2 separate regions of the Canis lupus genome follow, and region 2 is linked to region 1. The links are chromatin contacts, called in public Hi-C maps. All regions are on one chromosome and are shown on one strand. Each heading gives the region's core, a stretch centred on a gene start, on an enhancer-like site or on the middle of the called end of the contact. The rest is flanking DNA. Distances are from core to core; before and after follow the strand shown.

What was found. Hi-C and Micro-C count contacts between places; a contact is called where the count stands out from the background.
Region 2: a contact with region 1 is called in a Hi-C map of tumor fibroblasts, with 8 times the contacts expected there. The contact joins two enhancer-like sites. A contact is called at or near these places in 2 of 9 Hi-C or Micro-C datasets (amygdala and tumor fibroblasts).

The regions. Positions count from the first base shown.
Region 1 is chr27:37,492,184-37,498,774 of UU_Cfam_GSD_1.0, reverse strand. The region is part of intron 1 of ANO6 (anoctamin-6); the gene reads right to left. Among named protein-coding and RNA genes, the nearest start is that of ANO6, 11 kb to the right of the region's middle. Within about 2 kb of position 3,309, at least 10 of the 20 cell types and tissues checked have an H3K27ac peak or open chromatin away from gene starts, as enhancers often do.
Region 2 is chr27:37,561,398-37,567,988 of UU_Cfam_GSD_1.0, reverse strand. All of the region lies in intron 3 of ANO6 (anoctamin-6), which reads right to left. Among named protein-coding and RNA genes, the nearest start is that of ANO6, 81 kb to the right of the region's middle. Within about 2 kb of position 3,203, at least 3 of the 20 cell types and tissues checked have an H3K27ac peak or open chromatin away from gene starts, as enhancers often do.

The DNA of each region.
Region 1 (6,591 bases), core at 2,060-4,559:
TCCCAGAACATTTTCAAATACTGGAAAATTTTGACTAGAGCACTTTTTTTTTTTTTTTAAGTATATGCACAAGATTGAGAAAATCTCCATTTCCACACTGAAGAACAAGGCTCACAGCTCCAGCCATCAGCACTTCCTGCGGAGTGCTAGCTTTGCTTCAGGTACCCTGCTGCTCAAAACTAGGTCACTCCCCAACATCAGGGAGCTGCTTTTGAGTAGAATTGTTTAATGTGAGGTGCTGATTTCTACTGCTCAGGTGGTGGTTTTCCCACATTCCAGTAAACACCTGATCTTTCTTAGGTGTCGGGTTAAAGTGCAGTCTCCTATCTGTTACCGCAGGAAACTGTATCCCACTCTTACTCACGGCCCCACTTACAGCAGCCAGTGCACCATGACTAAGTTAGTGGCCCGAAAAGAGATACGGCCCTTGGATCACAATTTGGGGTCTGAGATTTAAGACGCCACTGGTGGAACAGCTAAAGGAGAAAACAGAAGTAGAGTTAGTAAATCTGGGGACACGAGGCAGGCCATTATCAGGGTGTGCCACAAGCAGGGGCAGGGAGCACCACCGGGGGTGCAGGGAGGACTTCACATCCAGGGGAGGAGGGCAAATAGAAGACATCTCTGAGTAAGATGGAATGTGAAGAATAAAGAGTCTGGGGAATAAATAATAAAGAACGAAGAATAATAAACGTCCTAAGCATGTTTCTGAGAAAGGGGTTTGGGCAACTTGGCGGGGGGCCGGCTGGGGTGGGGGGTAGGACAGGCCAAATCATCAAAACTGGAAACACAAAGACAAGGTTAATGCTGGACTGCTACTAAATGCTGAAGTTTAAAATCCTTCCTGGCTGGAGTCAGAATGGGTTGCAGAGACTGTTGTGTGGCTGAGCCAAGAGGTGGGAATCAAGGGGGATGAGGGGTGGGAGAGGAGTGGGGTCTGTGGAGGCTGGAATCCAGGCAGAGTAAAAGCCTGCTTTAACCCAAGCAGTGCAGATGACTAACAGTGGAAAGCAGACTCAAAAAATCATGAGTCATCCTGAAGGGAAATAACGTCAGCGTCAATAACTTCTCTGGGAACTTGGAACACATGTGCTTGAACAAATATTTTGGAATCTAATATCCTGCACCAGGATTGAATCGCTCCTTCATTTCGGATAGGTCACCCTTACTTTTCTGTTCTCAGAGCTCTTCAGTTACCAAATGAGGCTGATAATATCTGTTTAGAATATTTTTAATCAGTGAAAAACATCAATAAGAGCTGACCTTCTGGAAAAATCACGGATTACGCTTGAACTCCCTGCATGGAAGGAACGCATCCACAAAAAAAATCCACTTTGGGCTGGTATCAGACTCATCAGTAAGATCGCCAGTGGGCTAACGCTCACAATGAACACGCAGGCATGTTGCACAATCACAGCACGGCAATTAAAACCTGAATTTCTATAAAATGAGAGAGGAGTTACTTCTTACACATTCCCTTCCATCTTAAGAAAACACTGGCTTTCCTCCTATTAGGGGCAAGGCATTGCATAAAATGAAATGCTAAAGGGATTATTAAAATAACTAAAAAATACCTGACTTTAAAGGAAAAATAAAATTAAAAGGTTAAGTATTATTAGTTTGCTATCTATGAGAGATGTACTAGTTCATGATTTAATTCAAAATATTAGGGAAAAACAAACAAACAAGACATTGGGGCAGCCTGGGTGGCTCAGTGGTTTAAGCGCCTGCCATGGGCCCAGGGCGTGATCCTGGAGTCCTGGGATCGAGTCCCATGTTGGGCTCCCTGTATGGAGCCTGCTTCTCCCTCTGCCTGTGTCTCTGTCTCTCTCTTTCTCTCTCTCTCTCTGTATGTCTATCGTGAATAAATAAAATTTTTTAAAAAATCAAAATATTTTTCCAGATATTCTTATATATAAAATATAATGGACTATGACTGATATCCAGAAAACACGGCTGAATCTCCGAAAATATTATGGTAAGAAGCCAGGCGCACAAGAGACTACATTCTGTAGGATTCTATTTACATGCAGCTCAAGAACAGGGAAACCAATTTATTGTAGGAGTCATTCAGTGTTCCCCTAGACTGGGGGAGGAAGACATCCCTTGAAAGAGCAATGGAAGTGTCCTCTGGTTGTGGGTGATGATTATAAAATTTGTCAAAAGTTAACAAACTGAACGGCTATCTTTGCATTTTACTGTATGTAAAATATGCCCTTTAAATGTAAAAAAAAAAAAGAAAAAAAGAAAAAAAACCACAAAAAACAAAAACCAAAACACCACAGGATTCCATAAACGTGCTAAAAATAGAGGGTTCAGGTAAAAGCATGGCCAAGGGGTGCTGGTACCATCTTTTATACTTGATCTCAGTGGCATTTATAAAGAAAATATTCCTGATTTGGAAGGAATAAGATGCAATGGCTAAAACAATAAGTTTAGTAACACAATTACATTGGTTGCTGGACTTCATTTATGTATGAAAGACTTTAACACAGAAAAGAAACAGGATTTTTTAAGAGTAAATGAAAACAGAATTTGCATCCATTTCTTTCTGCCCTAGCAACTGAAAACAAACCAAGTTTTAATTTGCATCTTCATTCGTATTCTAGTACCAGGGTACTTTGGCTTTTTACACAGAAGGACTTCTAGAGTGTAAGAGTATAGTATTAGGACCTCTCAGGAGGAAGGTCTCCAACGGAGCCCCACAGGGTTCCTGTGGGGCTTTCCCACCGTCACACAAATTCTGACTCATGCCTCAAGGGCTTGGTTATGAGACCCAGCCAAAATCAGGCCCTTCAAATGAGTCACATCCCTTAGCAAAGCAGGGCAGGGTGAATGGAGAATCAGTTCCTGGCTGAAAACCCAAGAAAGGCCCTCTTTGCTAGCTGCCTGCCCCATTCAAGTGAGGAGAGAAAAACGTGGAACATGAGGACAAGATGGACCTGCTCCTTCACTCTTTCCTCCTCCGCTGTCAACACAGGCAAAGTGCACAGCATTGCCCGCAGCCCAATCTCTCAGGCCCGTCTTTAACTTAAGGAAGGGAGAGTATTGTGCTAAATTGAGCTACAAAGGAAGAGTTAAAGGGAACTGGGAGCGACCTACAGAATTTTGTGGCTTTCCAACTTGGTGCGAATAGTTTGGCCAATCTACCAAGGAGCAGAGGGGCACAGCACCAAACAGCAACAGAGCTACTTCCTCACTTTAGCAAGTGCACTAACAGCTGTAAAAATCAATATAAACAAAGCTTCTGCCTGGAGGGCTGCCCCAGCACAGCCCAAGTGGAGTTGTGAGCCTGAAAACACTTGTGCTTGACACATGAATCTAATGTTCGTTTTGAGCCTTCTCATAGGCCTTTTTAAAGATGACACTCTAAGGCCATGTTATTTTTAGAATTATGAAAATAACAGCTGTACTTGTCAGCGATCCTCCAGGGAGGGCCCTTCTCCTTGAACTGGCTTTGGAAACACCCAAGGCCTGGTCTCAACTGTGCTTATCCTGCTTCAGTCTCTTTTTTCACAATCTTTAAATACAATTTGGTGGTAATCTTTTTTTTTTTTTTTTTTTTTTTTTTGTGGTAATCTGTCAGCATGTCTGTCTTCCCTGCCAGTCAGTCTCCTCGTTGGGGGCAAGAGGCCATTTCTGTCTTGCATACTGTTGAGTTCCTAGCACAGAGCACAATGCCTGGCACGTAGAAGGTGCTGAACAGACACCGGGTGAATGAATGGATTTCTGCATTGCTGGTTTTTATTTTATCATTTATCAGAAAACAAGTTTCATAAAGCTGAAATATGCTCTCCTCTCTCTCTGTTCTACATCCTCAGACCTCAAATACTACATGACCCACAAGAGGTCTTCAGTAAAGATTGTGAGAAGACATCAATTTGGTGCTCTATGCTCAGCGAAATCTCTAGGCACATCCTTTTTATTTTGTTTTGAGAGAGAGAGAGAGCACACTCGCACATGCTCAAGCAAATGGAACAGGCAAGGACAGGAGGAGGGCAGAGGGAGAGGCAGACAGAGAATCCTCAAGCAGGCTCCACACTCAGCACAGAGCCTGACACAGGGCTTGATCTCATCACCCTGAGATGACCTGAGCCGAAATCTAGAGTCAGACGCTCAGTGGACTGAGCCACACAGGCATCCCTACACACGTCTTTTTAAAAGAGCAACAACGGTCCTGATGTCTGAAGCCCACTAGTAGCAAATTCCACAATCAGCCTTCAAAGGGATTTTTGTGCGTGTGCCAAATAACTTAGTCAAGATTGTGACTGAACTCTTCAAAATAAGTATCTTGGAGTATGAAACAAGCCACTAGCCACAGTTTAGGCAACTGTAATTCTCAGGAAAACCATGATTACCCCATTGCTCAAAAGCCATTTACTGTGTTGCTGACCCTTAGAGTAGATGACAAGGCCTGTTAGAAATGTTCACATCTCCTCTATGATTTGTAAGCTGCAATGTGCTGGTTATAGAAGCATGCACCCCACAGCTACTAAATGCTATTTAAATGGAATAAGGAAATATGAGACAGTCTGACAATCTGGAATACAGGATGAAATCCATGGACAACAAGAACTACAATTCTAAGTGCAGTAACCAAAGATGACATTTTCACTTTTATTGGAGAGTCACTTCTAATGAACACCTAACTACAGAGCAAATAATTTTAACCCTGGAGATAAAAACAGCTTTCCTCCTTTCATTTTTGCTTTAATCTGCCCAAACGGAATAGGACATCTAACTTTTCTTAGGGTTGATGCTGCTGGGGGGCCGGGGGGGGGGGTTGTTTAAGATCTAGCAGCTGGGTATAGGCATATCACTCCCAAACTTCAAACACACAAAAGGAAATATATCATTTCATATACCTATTTTGTAAATTAGGTAGAGATTGTTTTATTTTTTATATCACTAAATTCAAAACAATTCAAACCATAAAGGTAATGATTTGTGTGCTCATCTTCAGTTTCATCATCTTGCTCTGTATCATATTCATGTCTTTTTTTAAAGTCTTTTTTAATATTTTTTAAAGATTTTGTTTATTTATTCATGAGAGACACAGAGAGAGGCAGAGACATAGGCAGAGGGAGAGGCAGGCTCCATGCGGGGAGCCCAACGCAGGACTCGATCCCAGGACTCCAGGATCACAGCCTGAGCCAAAGGCAGACACTCAACCACTGAGCCACCCAGGTGTCCCCATATTCATGTCTTTTAACAGGTTTTATTAGACTTCAAACTTCTCAATAATACTTAGTAAAGAGAAATTTTAGTCCTGTGGGCAAATGAGACATTTCAGAATTTTTCTATTTAAAATAACTGACTATTCAAATCATAAGTAAATACTATATATTTATTTTAAAACTGCATATTTTAGGAGCGCCTGGGTGGCTCAGTCGGTTAAGCATCAGACTCTTGATTTCAGATCAAGTCATGATCTCAGTGTTATGAGCCCCTTGTCTGCTTCTCTCTGCTTCTCTCTCCCTCCACCCCATCCCTCCTCCCACTAGTGCACACGCACTCCCACTCTCTCTAAAATAAATACAAATGCATGTTTCCTTAAATGTTTACCTTATTAAAATTTCACAGGATCAATATTAAGAACACTACTCTTTAGATTCTTTTTTTTTATAATTCTTTTTTTTTATAATTCTTTTTTTTAAGATTTACTTATTTATTCATGATAGAGAGAGAGAGAGGCAGAGACACAGACAGAGGGAGAAGCAGGCTCCATGCAGGGAGCCCGATGTGGGACTCGATCCCGGGACTCCAGGATCGCTCCCTGGGCCGAAGGCAGGCGACAAACCGCTGAGCCACCCAGGGATAGGGATCCCTACTCTTTAGATTCTAATTCGAGATACTTTTAAAATCTTAAAGTTGCTAGATTAAGAAATGCTCTTATTTCTTCTGCATTTCTTTAGTGTAAAAGCTATCAAAGTATCATTTAAATTTCATTATGAATCTTTATAGTATATTCTCTTACCTTTGTTACTAAAATTATATATATTCAAAGGGATGATACTGTTGTGAAATGTATCTACTGGAAAATCTAACTTAAGTTACACTAGTCACTGTGTATTTCTCCACTTTTGGTTGCTTTACAAATGACTCCATTATTTGTTGGTCTATTATGTGCCAGGAACTGTCCCTTGTCCTTTTATATATTATTAAGCCTTATAACAATTCTATAAAGTATCATTACCCTTTCTATATTACCTCTATGACATTTTTCTGATACGGAAGCCAAGGCTCCAAAGTTATAAAAACCTGCCCAAGGGTTGGTCTTTATGCAAAGGCCTATCTTTTCAATCTACCATAATCCTTTGATAATCAAAGTCTTTCATCCATTTACTCATTCAATAAGAATTTATTGATCCTCTATCATGTGCCAAGCACTATGCTGCTCAGTGAGGTGACAGTTCTCAAGATGCTCATAGTTTAATGAAAAAGGCAAAGACAAACAATGAGCTATATAAATGGAAGGTACAGCCTTGGGGGAAAAATAAAACCTCCAGTGAAAAACAGAAGAGGTAAATCTGGGTTGAGATATAGGTAAAAATTGCTACCCATAGTATTAACAACATTAGCTTCTAATTA
Region 2 (6,591 bases), core at 1,954-4,453, 69 kb before region 1:
TCATCAGTGAGCCACAGACAACTTACCAGAGTGGTATATTCCCAGAAACATCCTGTCTTTTTCTCATTTCCTGCTTATCTTGGGCTACCAAGTTCTGCTACACATAAAACATGTATGCCCTTCCTTCTCATCCCCACTGACACATCCTAGTTCAAGCATATATCATCTACCGAGATTGTTATCCAGTCTGTCTAGATTTGAACCCCTCCAAGGAATTAAGGTACTTTAATTATGAGAAGGCTTTCTACTGAAATGAAATGTCTGCCTATATATATATATACACACACACACACACACACACACCTTCTATTAATGGGTCTTAATATTGTATTTTGCAACTCCATCCACCAATTACTATCATCAAATATTTTAATTTGATGTCATACTCTTGCCTAAGTGTCAGGATCCACTACTATGTTGATATTCTCTAATCAACATGCCCCCTCCCCCCCTTTAAATGGAGCACCCAGCACAGTAGGTGGCTTTACTGATACTGAACGGGAGAAGCCTAGTACTTTCTTTGTTCTGGACACACAGGCATGAATGCAACCTAGACTTGCATTAAGTTTTTGACATTATTGTTACATGCTTGATTCATACTAAATTTAATTAGGCAAATACCTAGCATTTCCACATGATCAGTCATTAGCCTCAGCTCTTACAATCTGTACTTAGGCAGCGGATATTTGTGAATTAGGGAGCAGGCGCTTACTTTAATTCACATTGATTTTTGTCTCCTCTAGAAATTGATTTCTAGCCATTGTTCCACAGTCTTGGTAAGATCAATTGCCCAGATAAGTATCCTCACTAGGTCCACATTTCCTCATTCTGTATTTAAATGCAATTTTTTCACATCATTTGCTAAAATCAAAACATATAAAAATGTGTCAACTATACTTCAATTAAAAAAAAACACAAAAATGTGGCTTTTCCTTGTTCTACCATTATAATCACCCCATTTAAAAAAAAAAAAAAAAAAAGGTAATGTGCTCAGTTAGTTTGACATGACTTATTTTTACTGAATTCACATTGGCTCCTGATGACCTTTCCTTTTTTCTAACATTCACAAACCATCTGCTTAAAAATCTCATTCTGTAATATTCCTGGAGATTAATACTCCAGTGTCAATATCTCCATTTATCAGAATGTAGTCTATGTCCAACTTCTACCCTAACCCATCCCTTCTGGAAAACTGTCACATTTGTCCTTCTATTCTGGTACTTGTCTCGGCCCCCATATCACCTCCACATTACCATGAGCAAATCCACATGTTCTTTTAATACCCTGGTTGATACATAATCCTTCTAGCTAAGAAATTTAAACTCATTTGGGATAATGATATTTCTTTCTACAATAGTTTCATGCAGCATAGGCTTCTACAGCTCCTTTCCAGGGTTTGAAACTTTTCAATCAAAATTTAAAAAAAAATTTTTTTTAAATAAAGTTCACCTTCATTAACAGAAAAGTCAAAAGAAATATAGAAGCTGATAAGCTCTTTATCCTGTTTTTCTCAAACCATTAAATTGTCTTTCTCAAGTTTTAGATCACTGCTTCAAAATCTAACATAAATCAAAATCAATCCTCCTCTTGCTCATCAGACTAAGAATTTTTTCCATAAGCTTCCACTCGCACACTCACTCTGGACTTTACTTTCATTCTAAAATTTTAGTAATAATGGAAAAAATAAGATTGGAGTGTTCCGGAGGATTATTAGTATGGAATGTGATAATTTTCTTAACTCTCTGAGTTAAACTGGCCTTAGCTGGGCTGGCCTGGCTGGGCCCAGAAGTCCCATTACCATTTATGACTGTTTCTCTGGGAAAATACATTCTGCATTCCGAAGAAGTGACTCAGAAAGAAATCTCTGACTGAGACTTCGCGTGCTGGACTGCCTATTTTTGCTCCTACCCCTCCAATCCTAACAAATCCACAAATGTAGCTCCTGAATCAGTCACGTAAAGCAAATGTGTAGGTCCCTTTCCCTCCATATTCAGGCAAAGTACACACTCCCTCACCTTTTGCTCCTGAATGCACGAAATGCTTTCAAAGTTGAAATGCCATGCAAATTCCTACCACAGCAAATGGGTCAACTCAGCAGTTCTTACTAGCCCATCTTTGGTCTCATTTTTCCTTTTGAGAGTTCTTTTGCCAAATCCACGTTCCTTTGTTTGGTTTCCTTTTTTGGGTGAGTTTCTTTTCTCTTTTAGTTTGGTGAGCTTAGTGCCAAAAGCCACAAAGCAAAGCCATCCTATTTTTTTGTAGGAGACTCAAAAGTACAAATCCAAGTAAAGAAAAGCTTGAGCAAAAGGATCCTGCCTTATTCCCAGTCTTCCAGGTCCTGAAGATCCTTGGTCCCTTAGTAACTGGACACCAGCGATGTTCTCCCTTTTATGCACTAACTTCCATGGTCCCACCCTGGACCTTGTCATCACTTGAAAAGTTCTCTTTCCAAAATCACTTATCAGAAATCTCCCTTTCTGAGCACAACTACCATCTCCTTCTCATTTCACAATGACCTCAGTGCCCCAGGACTTTTTCTCCCAATCTGCAGATTCGAGCTTTTATAAGGTTACATTTCCCAAGCTCATTATTTAGGGAGCACTCTTGCCAATATTTTGCACTTTCCATCATGACCAGCTGGCAAAGCCCCAATTCAGGGGGAAGCCTATGATCTGCTTTCTTGGTGTCTGAGGGATACTGGAGAAACTACAGCAGGGAAGGTTGGTGTTGTTGTAAATTCAGACTCATCAGCCCCATTCAGGCCCTCACCACTGCCCAGACATCCTAGTACTTTTCCTCGGGTTTTCCAAGCCAGCTTGGTCTCTAGCTCTCCACAACAGCTTCAAAGTGCCAACAACAACAACAACAACTCCTCCTCCTCCTCCTCCCCCCCCCCCCCCCCCACTGAGGCCTCAGCACTCTGTTCTCTTCACTCTCAGTAGCTGAAAATGGAAGCTGCTGGACGCAAACTCCCTCTGCTTCTCTCCAGCAAATCCATAAGCCAGTAGCATCCACCTGCTGCTCCTCCCATCTAACGTGGACTCCTTCACATCTACACACCACTCCACGCCCATTTCAAAGCCACTCTTCTCTCTCTGTGTTCCCCTCACACAGATTCTTCTCATCGATATTTAAGTGTGTTCAGAGCTCCACCCGACAGAAGGATGTCATTTCTGGTTCTCAGTCTCTTCCACTCACTGCTCTCTCATCCTCCAGCCCTTGACAGTCAAACCCATGGAAAGAGAGGTCAAGATCTCCTATTTTTTTCTCCTGCTTATTCCACAATCCACTCCAGACTGGGTTACAGTGGCATCCCCAGCACTCCCTAGAAGCAGCTCTATATAAGGACATCAGTGACCCGACCCTAAGGCTTTCTCGGTATTCATTTAACTCCCTGGTTCTTAAATGAGGAGACATTTAACAATGTCTGGGCATATTTGGTTATCACAGCTGGAGAGAGGGACCTCTGCACCTCCCAGGTAGAGGCCAGGGATGCTGCTGAACAGCCTACAATGCACAGGGCATCTCCCACAACACAGAAATCCAGCCCACAAGGTCAGTGCTGCTGAGCCCCTACGCAGCACCCAAAACTACTCACCACGTCATCTGCTTCTTAGCTTCTATCCTGCCATCCTTCAGATTTCTCTTCTACCTCTCTGGTCATGTCTTTGACAGCCATCTACTGAACCCTGAGTCACTCCCCCTGCTTCATTAGAGATTTAATTCCTGTCTCACTGTTAAGGTCTCAAAGACTTTCTCCTGACATAACTACCTCCCCACCTTCCAACACCCTGTGCTCGCAACTCTACCCTGCCCCAGCCTCTCCTTCCAATGCTCATATCCTAGACCTTGTCTGTACTGGTTACTGTATTTCCTCCCTTAGTTAAAAAGATCCTGATTCTCCAACTACCTATTTTTCCAGTTTACTCTTGCCAGTACCCCAACTGCAAGAATTATGAAGCCCCACTCAGGTCTAACTCTCCTGATCCTATCGTCCCATCCTGCTCATATCCCTGGTCCTCTACTCTCTTACAAATATCCTGAACCTCTCTCAGCCTTGTCTTACTTCACTGCAGTAACTTACAGAAATCCCCAAATTGGTTAAATCAAACGTGTTGCCTACTGTACACCTGCTTCCCCAAACTGGACTTGAATGGGAAAAGCACACACCCGTCATGACCACAAACCTCAAGTGGGCTCTTAGCATTGCCAGGACATTTCCCAGAGTACTGGCTCCCAGATGACTGTCTCATACCTTCTCCTCTCTCTTTAGGTCTCTTCATCTCTTCTTCCTTCCTCAATCTTAACTAATTAACTAATCTTGCTTCTCACTTAACTGGTAAACAAGAAGCAATCAAGAAAAAACTGCAACAAGCTCCTACGAGCAAAACTACTGAACTTGGGTCCCAATACACTGGTTTCCCTACTTCCAAGAATGAACTGTCTCTACAGCTGTGGGGGGTATCCAACCTCTCCACTTATGGACCAGATTCCATCCCTTTCTTGCCTTCTCAAGGATGTCATTCCAGAAATCCTTCCTTCTCACTCCTGCATCATCAGAATTTTTCTCCCTACTGGATTAATTTCCACCACCTTATAAACAGAAACTTCTGCCTTTTTTTTTTTTTTTGGCCCCCTGTACACAGCTGGTATAGGCTTGGAGACTGAACACCACATTGAGACAGACAGTTTGCCTAGCAGGGCATGCCAGGCAGTATTCTAGGGCCTATAACACTTGCTTGACAGGCATGCCACTGGGGCAGGGGGTCTTGTCCTAGGCTTGTCACACCCAAGTGTCCTAGAGGCTCCCTGGTTGGAGGTCCTGGGCAGCATGGGCTACAGTATGTGGACTCAGCTCACATCATTCAGGCCTGGGTGGCATGCCCAGGCAGGTCAAAGGCCTTCTGGTGCACATCAGAGTTGTATTTCAGCTGCATCCGTTCCAGCTGCTGCACGGGCTTCTGGAAGTTGGTGCTCAGATTTTTGCTGCACAACATGAAGCCTATCTGGTCACTGGGGTAGGTGGGGATGGTACAGTAAGCAGTAGCCACCACAGGGATAGTGACTTGTAAAATTGCCCCATCTCCTTGATGGGGTCCCCCCAGGCACAGCCACTGACACTCGCCCTGGCAAATGACACTCACCATCACCCTTGAGAGCCACCTTCATGACCTGATAATAGGGCTCTTCAAAGAGACTCTTGGCAGGACCTCTGGGGTCTGAGGAGTCAGTGATGGTAACAGTGAAGGCATGCTGGCTCTGTTCCATGAACTCAAAACCATCACCCACGCGTAGGGTCAGCTTGGAGCTGCAGCCGTCCACAGCCATGCCTGGCAGGAACTTTACTTAGAGACCTGGATGACGTCCTTGTCAGTCTCACACTGGATCACAGGCAGATTTCATGCAGGAATGCTTCACCACCTCCTGCAGAACACCCCCCTCCCCAGCCCTGATGATCAGTATCTTGCATGGGCTGGGTTGGCTGCAGAGGGGCAGGTTGGCTATCATCTCCTGGTAGAACTCAACCCTCTCTGGATGACACCATCCAACACTAGCATGTTGCCATAACTCTTACTGCAGAAGACAAGGATAATCCCGGCCAGGCTCCAGGAAGGCAGGTGGTGTAGAGCCTGGACGGAAGGCCGCATAGAAGCAGCATCACAGGACGAGCTCCGCCCACCGCCCATGCTACAACCTCACCTGGCCAGGGTAGGGGCAATTCCTGCCATCTTCCCACTAACTAAATAGAAAACCTCCTTTCATCCTAATATATAATAACCTCTCGTTCTGCATTCATGTTCAGAAAAAAAAAATTAAAAGTGTTATCTAAATGCTGCATATCCAATTCCTTTTCTCTCGTATTGTGTTCAATCCGCTTTATTTTGTATTTCACCATTCAGCTGAGACTTCTCTTGCCAAGGTCTCTTCCACACTGCTAAATCCAATTTCCCATCCTCATGAGCAGATTCGGTCATTCCCTCCAACTTTATACCTTCCTTCATTTGGCTTCCAGGATTCTCCTCATTTTCCTGCAATCTCACTGCTCCTCCCTCTCAGCCTCCTCTGTGGATTCTTGCTCAGGTCCCTGACTTGTGAGCACTGGAGTCCCCATGGCTCAGTCCAGGGTGTCTTTATCTCCCCCCTTGCTGTTTGCAGTCAGTGCCCGAGATTTAAACGCCACCTGTGTGCTGACAACCCCCACATCTCTGGCTTGACCCCTCTCTTTAACTCCAGACCCATATATTTTACTGTATGTTGACATCTCTGCTTGGATGTCTCAAACTTCACATGTTGTAAACAGAATGTTTATGTGCCTTCACGTATCCTCCCCTCAAACTGCTCCTTCCACAGTCCCCCAGGTCAAAAACCTTGGATTCATCTTTGACTGCTCTTTCTCGCACACCTCATGTCTGATCTGTCAACAAATCATATTGGCTCTACCTTCAAAACATACTGAGAATTTGAGTATGTCTCACCAACACCATAATTAACACTCAGGACCAAGCCACCACCACCTTTCACCTGGGTTCCTGAAAAGTCCAATAGTGCTTCCTGCTTCTGCTTTTATTCCTCTGTACTGAACACAGACAA